Linked DNA regions of Mus musculus: all the other regions are linked to region 1. A link is a contact called in public Hi-C and HiChIP or PLAC-seq data. All regions are on one chromosome and are shown on one strand. Each heading gives the region's core, a stretch centred on a gene start, on an enhancer-like site or on the middle of the called end of the contact. The rest is flanking DNA. Distances are from core to core; before and after follow the strand shown. Region 1 has its middle 90 kb from the start of Gm29865. Region 2 overlaps Papss1 (3'-phosphoadenosine 5'-phosphosulfate synthase 1). Region 3 overlaps Papss1 (3'-phosphoadenosine 5'-phosphosulfate synthase 1).

What was found. A called contact is a pair of places that touch in the nucleus more often than the background predicts. HiChIP or PLAC-seq counts read pairs in DNA pulled down with a chosen protein or histone mark.
Region 2: a Hi-C map of the N1E-115 cell line shows a contact between it and region 1, with 3 times the contacts expected there. The contact joins two enhancer-like sites. A contact is called at or near these places in 1 of 484 Hi-C or Micro-C datasets (the N1E-115 cell line), 2 of 115 datasets of contacts at active chromatin or transcription factors (bone marrow-derived dendritic cells and embryonic stem cells) and 1 of 9 other capture datasets (embryonic stem cells).
Region 3: an HNF4G HiChIP or PLAC-seq map of pancreatic cancer cells shows a contact between it and region 1. The contact joins two enhancer-like sites. A contact is called at or near these places in 3 of 484 Hi-C or Micro-C datasets (the C2C12 cell line, adipose-derived mesenchymal stem cells and myocytes) and 2 of 115 datasets of contacts at active chromatin or transcription factors (embryonic stem cells and pancreatic cancer cells).

What each region holds. Positions count from the first base shown.
Region 1 is chr3:131,801,737-131,804,436 of GRCm38.p6, forward strand. No RefSeq gene overlaps it. Among named protein-coding and RNA genes, the nearest start is that of Gm29865, 90 kb to the right of the region's middle. Within about 2 kb of position 1,300, at least 37 of the 459 cell types and tissues checked have an H3K27ac peak or open chromatin away from gene starts, as enhancers often do. A contact at or near this core is called in the C2C12 cell line, the N1E-115 cell line, myocytes and 1 more, where this site is marked.
Region 2 is chr3:131,634,921-131,637,620 of GRCm38.p6, forward strand. The region is part of intron 11 of Papss1 (3'-phosphoadenosine 5'-phosphosulfate synthase 1); the gene reads left to right. Among named protein-coding and RNA genes, the nearest start is that of Gm36917, 49 kb to the left of the region's middle. Within about 2 kb of position 1,386, at least 65 of the 459 cell types and tissues checked have an H3K27ac peak or open chromatin away from gene starts, as enhancers often do. A contact at or near this core is called in the N1E-115 cell line, where this site is marked.
Region 3 is chr3:131,617,402-131,620,101 of GRCm38.p6, forward strand. It overlaps Papss1 (3'-phosphoadenosine 5'-phosphosulfate synthase 1), which reads left to right. Exons shown (of 12, transcript NM_011863.2): 10 at 1,620-1,888. Among named protein-coding and RNA genes, the nearest start is that of Gm36917, 31 kb to the left of the region's middle. Within about 2 kb of position 1,335, at least 41 of the 459 cell types and tissues checked have an H3K27ac peak or open chromatin away from gene starts, as enhancers often do. A contact at or near this core is called in the C2C12 cell line, myocytes and pancreatic cancer cells, where this site is marked.

The DNA of each region.
Region 1 (2,700 bases), core at 50-2,549:
TGGAGTTCTTCTGTTGGCCTGAGCTTACCTGGAGACTTTGTTTCCTTCCTGTCCCCGCCCACTGCTTTCATCCAGGCATTCATCTTCTCTTGCTGACCAAAGAGCAATAGAACCTCTTTCCCTCCACCCTCTGCCTCTGCACAGCATTGTCTACTATTGTCAGTATTCTGCTCAAAGAGATTCTGATTGCCTTAATGTCACTTAGGGATCTTTATTGCTAATTGGTAGAAAACGATGACATCTTACATGTTTCCAAATCACCCAGAGTCACTTACCATATTGTCAATTTATTACCCTGGCCCTGACTCTGGCTGCTTCTGTCCAGAATCTTACAAACCAGGCTGAATCTTTCTCTGAAATCTCAGAATCTTTCTCTGCCCGTTTCTCCACATCTGTTGGCATGGGAGACCTTTTGTCTACTGAGCATGCCCAGTGGATCCAATTTACCTGTAAAACCTCCCTCAGGAGATTTATAGTGACCCTTCAGAACCATCTGAGAGGCCCTGCCATCATTTCCCAAGTAAGAAGGTTTTCCTAGGAGCAGATACAACACAAAGTGAATAAATATGTCAAAGAACATGATTCATGTGTATGAAAAAAAACATAACAAAATCCTATGATTGTTTACAATGAATAAAGTTTTCCTAAATTCTATTCCAAAAGTAATATTATTACTGTAATTTCCTGGCTGACTCTGCAAATCACTATTTGTTTTTTGGTCGGTGTTCTACAATATTTAAGTTAGGTAGCATTGACAAATATATGACTTTTAATGAAATACAATAGCCTATTAGTGAGCAACAACATATAGAATCGTGTTATAGCATCTGTTGTGCCTTTCCTTAATGTGATGAAGTTCTCTCCCCAACTATGCATTTGTGAGCTCAAATCCATGGGGATCATAAATCAAGCTGTTGTTGTTGACACAATCCCACCTAGTTTGCTTGTGCAAATGTTCATTTTATAAATTCCATTTAGATTTTGCTTGCCACATAAAAGACATAATAAAACTCTCTTCCTGAGAGAAAAATTTCCCTTCTTTTATTCTTCCTTCTGCCCTTTCTTGTTTACCTAGTATGAATTAGTTTAGTCAACCACCTTGTTATATTTGATTGGATCAAATCAGTATTGTTTATCGAAGCTATTATTCACTAATCCCTCTCAACTGCGGTTTCAGTCAATAGCGCTTTAAAAATGTTGAATGGAAAATTCCAGAAATAAACAATTCATAAGTCTTAAACTGCATGCAGTTTTGAGCAGCATGATAAAATCTCGCATTGGCCTTCTCCATCCTGCCCAGGATGTGAATCACCCTGCCTGTTATTCACTCGGTCACCATGCCACTTATCAGATGGGCTATTCTGGTATCATGATGTTTGTGCTTTTTAAAGTCATGAAGGCCTGAGAACACTGCTGCCACAACTCTTATCTCGGTACACGGTTATATTGTTCTATTTTTATCATTGGTTATCATTAACCTTTTACTGTGCTCCATTCATAAATTAAACTTTATCTTAGGGACTCTGTAAGGAAAAGACTGTTAGATTTTATAGATTCCACAATGTCTTGTAATGAATATATATCCCTTGTGGGTGTATGGGGCTACTGTAAACAATTTTCTTTTGATATTTACCATTTTTGTTTAAGTCCACTTAAGAACTCCCACAGGATAAAACATTAAATTAGTTTATCTGAGTTCTTTTCTATATACAAATTATCAGCCTTTCCCATACTGCAATGTAAATCTAATTGATCCCATTTTCAACAACTCTAAGATTTAGTTACATATTAAATATTATGTAGGTTTTCTTCCCCTCTGAGTCTGATATTTTAATCAAAAAGGCTATTTCATTGAAATTTAGGCATTTGACAATGTTGCCCAACTCAAAATGTATAGAATATAGGCAGAATGGTAGATACTGATTGTCATTATTGATTTCCTGACTGAAGGACCTCCCATATTCTCCGTATTGCCAGCACATAGAAGTTATTTCTGTGGCAGCCAACTGTCAATAGGGAATGGACAAAATTAAAGACTCAGAATTCCTACCCTGTGTGCATGAATAGCCACTGTACATTTAACAAGCTTTGCCATATTGAGAGAAAAGCAATACTTGTGTGTTTGGTAAGGATATTGTAGAGAAGGGTGGGGCACAAAACACGTCTGAAGAAATGAAAAGAGGCTATTTTAAGTGAATATTTGTTAAAGCAGCCTGAGTTGATTAAGCCTCATGGTGACTGTGTTTATTTCCTCTCTTGTCTCCACACCTCTCAGTGTTGGCTACCTTGAAGTTAACTGGCTCAAATGACAGTACCACACCCTTAATTTGATCTTTCCCATGAGTCACTTTGTTCAACAAAGGAATTTTATTGGACTTATTCTTCAAAGTCTTTAAAGAAATGCCACTTCTTTCTATGTCTAGGAAATAATTTGGGGTGTGGTTGCCTAGAACACAGCTGACTAGAAGCACAAAGTATTTGGACTCACTCAGTATTTGAAGATGCTAATCCCCAACCCCAAATAAAGCAGTAGTCTAGAAAGATTTTAATTGATGGTGCCAATGCAAACATTGGAGCCCCAAAGTTTTGTTTGTAGGAGGCATGCTCCTCAATTCTCTCAAGATGGGGATTCTCCCAGAGGCAGGATCAAGGGCTGAAAAAAGCTGTAGATGAGAGAAAGAACCTCTCAAAGAAAAAGAA
Region 2 (2,700 bases), core at 136-2,635, 170 kb before region 1:
GTGCTGCTAAGGCCCCTGATAACTTTGATGTTTGACCGAATCTGTGTAGTACCGCTTTAAGTTTCTCTTTTAATCATTTAAAAGCTAAATAATTACATCAGTTCTCATAAGATTTTCCAGAGATGAATTCTATGTTAGTTGCATGAGTAGCTCATTTCCTTGGAATTTTTTCTTTTTGAGTTACCAAATCTTAATAAGTTAACTTGGGAAGCTTTAAAAATGCCTTAGTTTTAAAATTTTTTTTCTGTATTTGTGTTCCAATATAATTAAGCTGATGGGAATATGTTGGAAAGTGATTAAAATTTTGTGAGAAGGCGATCGTCTTTGATGTGGCGAGAAAACAGTTATTAATTAGGCACATATGAGCTCGTCCATGTTTGATTAATGGGTGTTACTCAATGCCAGCCTTTATGTAATTAATGATTTTGTAGCTTTTGGATTGATTGAATGGTAGTGTAAGACAAGGCTTAGGGAGGGACATATCCTGAAGATTTCATGCAAGATAATTATTAATAGGAATTATGATAAAAGTCATCTGTTTATGTTTAAGTCGTCAAGAAAACTGTGTTAGCTTTAGAAGTGACTCAGAGACATCTAGTTGTAGGATTTCAGTCCCATTACAGATATTACCATATTATTAGGATATTGTTTATTTGGTCTTCTTTTCTTTTCTCTTTTTTTTTTTTTTTACTCCTTTAAAGGGCAAATATTTGTATTCTGGTGGACAAATGCGAAGCTATTTAGATTATAGAAATAGCAGACTCTGTAGAAGGAGCGTACATGAGTACAAAGTGCCCACGGAGCTGAGTAAGTGAAGGGGTTGAGGGGCAAGTGTTCCTGGGCTGGCATCATTGCATCTTAGCAGAGTTTGTTCCTGTTTGTAATGATAGAGTATACTTTACCTGATGGCCTGCTACAGAGAGAGTCTCAGCCATTGAACCTGCCCATCAGGCAGTAAGTATAGACTATATACTTACACTATACACTATACTTATATAAGTATACACTGTATACAGTGAGTATAGAAGGCAACCCCTTGCCATCTAGAAGACGGCCCCTTACCACCTAGATGAAAAACTGTTTGATTTTGGGAGTGATGGCTGTACTGGTCCTTCAAGGTATCTTTAAGATTTCTTTCTTTTGTGTCCTTCCAGTGGCAAGCCCACCTAGTACGATGGATTCTGAGCTAGGACTCTTAAACCTGTGTGTCAGAGTCCCTCTGTTGCTAATTATCAGTTTTATATTGCTAAAATAATAATCTTTGTACAAAACAACATGTGTAGCTGGTTAGATCAGAAACCCAGGATGTTTGTCCTCTAGCGAGGCCAGGCTCCTCTGCGCCTCCTGCCTCTGGAGTCTCCTCCCCTGGTGACTCATTTCCTGGAAGATGTCGGATCTGAATCCCTGTCTGCTAGCCACTGGCTGAGGACTGCACCTGCTCCTGGAAGCGACTTTAAGCAGTGGCTGCAGCTTCTCCATCTCAGCATGTGGCCTTCTCCACTCCGCACAAATCTTTCTAATGCCTCTCCTCAGTGCACCCCTCCCCAACTTTTTTTGCTTCTAGCTGGGAAGATTCTTACATAATTAAAATTACCTGAGTAATTTTATAGTCAACTGATGTGCAGTTTGGGTGGAGATAAGGTTTGACTAGGGTTAGGCCCTGGGTACTTGGGAAGTCCTGCGCTTCCCAGCAGTTTGAGATTTGAATGCCTGGGAAGAGTTCTGATAAAGATTGTGTGAACTCAGATGCTGCCTGGGCTATAGCTTAGTAACATAGCACTGGGCTGGCAAGACTCACACCCTGCGTGCAGTCCACACTGTAAGAATAAATAATAAATAATAATAAATAAGCAAATAAAGCCAATTAAAAGAGTGAGGCTCTACATGGAAAGCATATGCTAATAAATTTAGATTCAAGTGGGGTGTAGTGGCGCAGGCCTTTGATCCTAGCATTCAGGAGGCAAAGGCATGTGGATATCTTTGAGTTTGAGACCAGTCTGGTCCACATAGTGCTAAGACAGCCAGGGCTACATTATGAGACCTTGTCTCAACCCCTTCCCCCCTGAAAAAATTAGATTCAAAATAATTAAACTTAAAAGAACTCCATGTGTGTGTGTGTGTGTGTGTGTCTGCGTGACTGGCGGTGGGTATGAGTGCAGGTGCACACACTTAGTGGTGCACATGGAGAAGCCACAGGACAACACACACAGTCCTGGCCTTTCAGCCCTGTTTGAGACAGGGTCTGTTTGTTGTTCTGCTTGGCACTGCTTCCAGAGAGTCTGCTGTCTGCTCCTTGTCTTAGCACAGGAACATTGGACCTGCAGATATGGTCTGCCATGGCTGGCCTCATGTGGGACCTAGGAGTTCAAAGTGAGGTCCTCACACATGTGTGGCAAGCCCTTTACTAGTGGAGCCACCTGCCTGGGCCCCGGATTTAAACTTTTCATGTATTTCATCTAGTCTTTGGTTAGAAAATAATAAGAAAAAAATTAACAAAATTGTATATGACGTTGTCCAGTGCTTCTTAGTCTCTAAAAGAAAGCCATAAATGTTTATCTGGTTTGGAAAAGATCATTTTAAACCACAGTGTTAAGAATTTTTAGTGTTTTGATGTGTTTATAAATGACCCGCTTTCAAGTTGGATAAGACATTAATTAGAATAAAAATTAATTAGAATAAAAATAATTAGGCCCACTTACA
Region 3 (2,700 bases), core at 85-2,584, 180 kb before region 1:
AGGAAGAACAGTCAGAAAAGACTGCTCAGTGGTGAGAGTCAGGCAAGAGCCATGCTCAAGCAGGAAATCTGTAAATTCAGAGGGGATGCTGTGCTCCTGCATCAGGCAGCCTTCAGCACTCTAGAGGTCCAAGTATAATTAAGTGAGGAAGTAAAAATGCCTCTTGCTCTGAGGTGAGCGCTGAAGGTCTGAGATGTTTAGGGTCTTGCATATCCCTATGTAAAAGTAGGATTCCAAACAGACCCTAAAAGATGAGAGCAGTGATCAGTTCTGGGCCCCTCCTCTATATGGAAGCTGAACAATGTTCAGTGTTCATATGCTTCTATCAAGACTTTTCTGTACCTTATACCTAGTGGCACATCACATCATCTTTGGGTTAGAAAAATACAGCCTGCTGATGTTTGAAAGGTAATTTGATAATGCCTAAGGATAATGATAATATTCCCAAACTTGAAATATTAAAAGATACATCAAGACAAAATCTCCTAAATCCTAGTCATTTGTGACAGTTTTCTTGCTTCTGTCATGGCGCTAGAGGGATCAGAATTGATGCCCACTGTGAGAGGTGGGATTGGAGAGGTTGGTCAGCAGTTCTACTACTCTTGAAAACGACCTGTGTTTGGTTCCCAGTACCTGAGTCAGGTAGCTTACAACTGCCTGCAACTCCAGCTCCAGGGGATCCTACACCTCTGGTCTCCAATGGCACCTGCACACACGTGCACACACCCTACACAGACATACATGCCTGCACATAATTAAAAATAATACAGGTAAATCTTTTATTATGTTTAACAAAAGCAAAAGTAAATAACAGTAAAAAAAAAAACTGGGTGTCTGAGTCAAACCATCATGGTGGGGTGAGGGGACAGGTGTCTGGAGAATGGTAAACACAGAGCTCGTGTGCCAGGATTATTTCCTGTTCTGTGAGATTACTCTATATCCCAAAGAACCCTGGCTTCTAACAAGAGGTCCCCTGCAGCCAGCATGGAGGAGTGAAACCAAGATTGTAAGCAGACAGTGGCTAATCAATTCAATTCATGGTGTAGCTTTCATTTGAGTAATAGCAGTGGCCCTCTGAGATAGTGTTGCTGCTATATTGCAATCCTGAGTCTAGAGTCAGGTGACAACATAGTAGTAGGTCTCTTCTCAGAGTAATCTGCTTACATGTGGATAGCAAGTAAAAAGTGAAGCCATAGCTTTCTTCATATTCTGCCTCTCTTTATAAAGCCCTTGAAAATGAGTAACCCAACTCAGGTCTTTAGGGCCTCTGGAGGATTTGACGGGTCAGTGACTCACTGACTCTGAATTTACACTTGTTGAAAACAGTTGAATCAGGGCTGAAAGAAAGCCTGACAGTTGTTGTCATTTCCCTGAACGCAGGAGTAACCAACCGCCCTGAGTCTGTGGCTCCCGTATCACATGTCCTCCGGTGAGCAAGGGCTGTAGCACTGAGTAGCAGCAGTGCATGTCTTGGAATAAGCAGTCACCAGTCCATGGCTTTACCCGTTTGTGATGCTGAGCTTGTGTGTTTGTTTCTTGTGACCATCAACCAGGAAAGCCTGGCTTGCCCCATGCAGGGTGGTGCTTGAAAGTCCTAACTCTGGAAATTCCCTTTGCAGATGCTGTCTTTGCATTTCAGTTGCGCAACCCAGTGCACAACGGGCACGCTCTGTTAATGCAGGATACCCACAAGCAGCTTCTGGAGAGGGGCTACCGGCGCCCTGTCCTGCTCCTCCATCCTCTTGGTGGCTGGACGAAGGATGACGATGTCCCTCTGATGTGGCGTATGAAGCAGCACGCTGCAGTGCTGGAGGAGGGCATCCTGGATCCTGAAACGACAGTGGTGGCCATTTTCCCGTCTCCTATGATGTATGCTGGGCCAACCGAGGTAGGCTGCCTTTAAGATACCAGTGTAAAACTAAAGCCATTCTTGGGAACATTGTATTATCACCAACTGACCTACTGACCGTTCCTGGATGCCTCAATGTGTTCCAAACATTCAGCATTGCTGAGTTCTCCTTCTCCTAGTGTTGGGAATGCCATCTAACCGCCCTCTAACCACGCCCTCTAACCACGCTCTCTAATCAGGGCTATGAGGAAGACACAGAAGCTGGAACCATGTAGCAACGTAAGGTCGTTTTGTATCCACCAGCCCAGGTCCAGATACAGTTATAACAACATCGATATTGTTCTTTTTTTTTTTTTTCCTTTTTTTTTTAATTAGGTATTTTCCTCGTTTACATTTTCAATGCTATCCCAAAAGTCCGCCAATACCCACACCCCCACTCCTCTACCCACCCACTCCCCCTTTTTGGCCCTGGGGTTCCCCTGTACTGGGGCATATAAAGTTTGCAAGTCCAATGGGCCTCTCTTTGCAGTGATGGCCAACTAGGCCATCTTTTGATACATATGCAGCTAGAGTCAAGAGCTCCGGGGTACTGGTTAGTTCATAATGTTGTTCCACCTATAGGGTTGCAGTTCCCTATAGCTCCTTGGGTAATTTCTCTAGCTCCTCCATTGGGAGCCATGTGACCCATCCAATAGCTGACTGTGATCATCCACTTCTGTGTTTGCTAGGCCCCAGCATAGTCTCACAAGAGATAGCTATATCTGGGTCCTTTCAGCAAAATCTTGCTAGTGTATGCAATGGTGTCAGCGTTTGGAAGCTGATCATGGGATGGATCTCTGGATATGGCAATC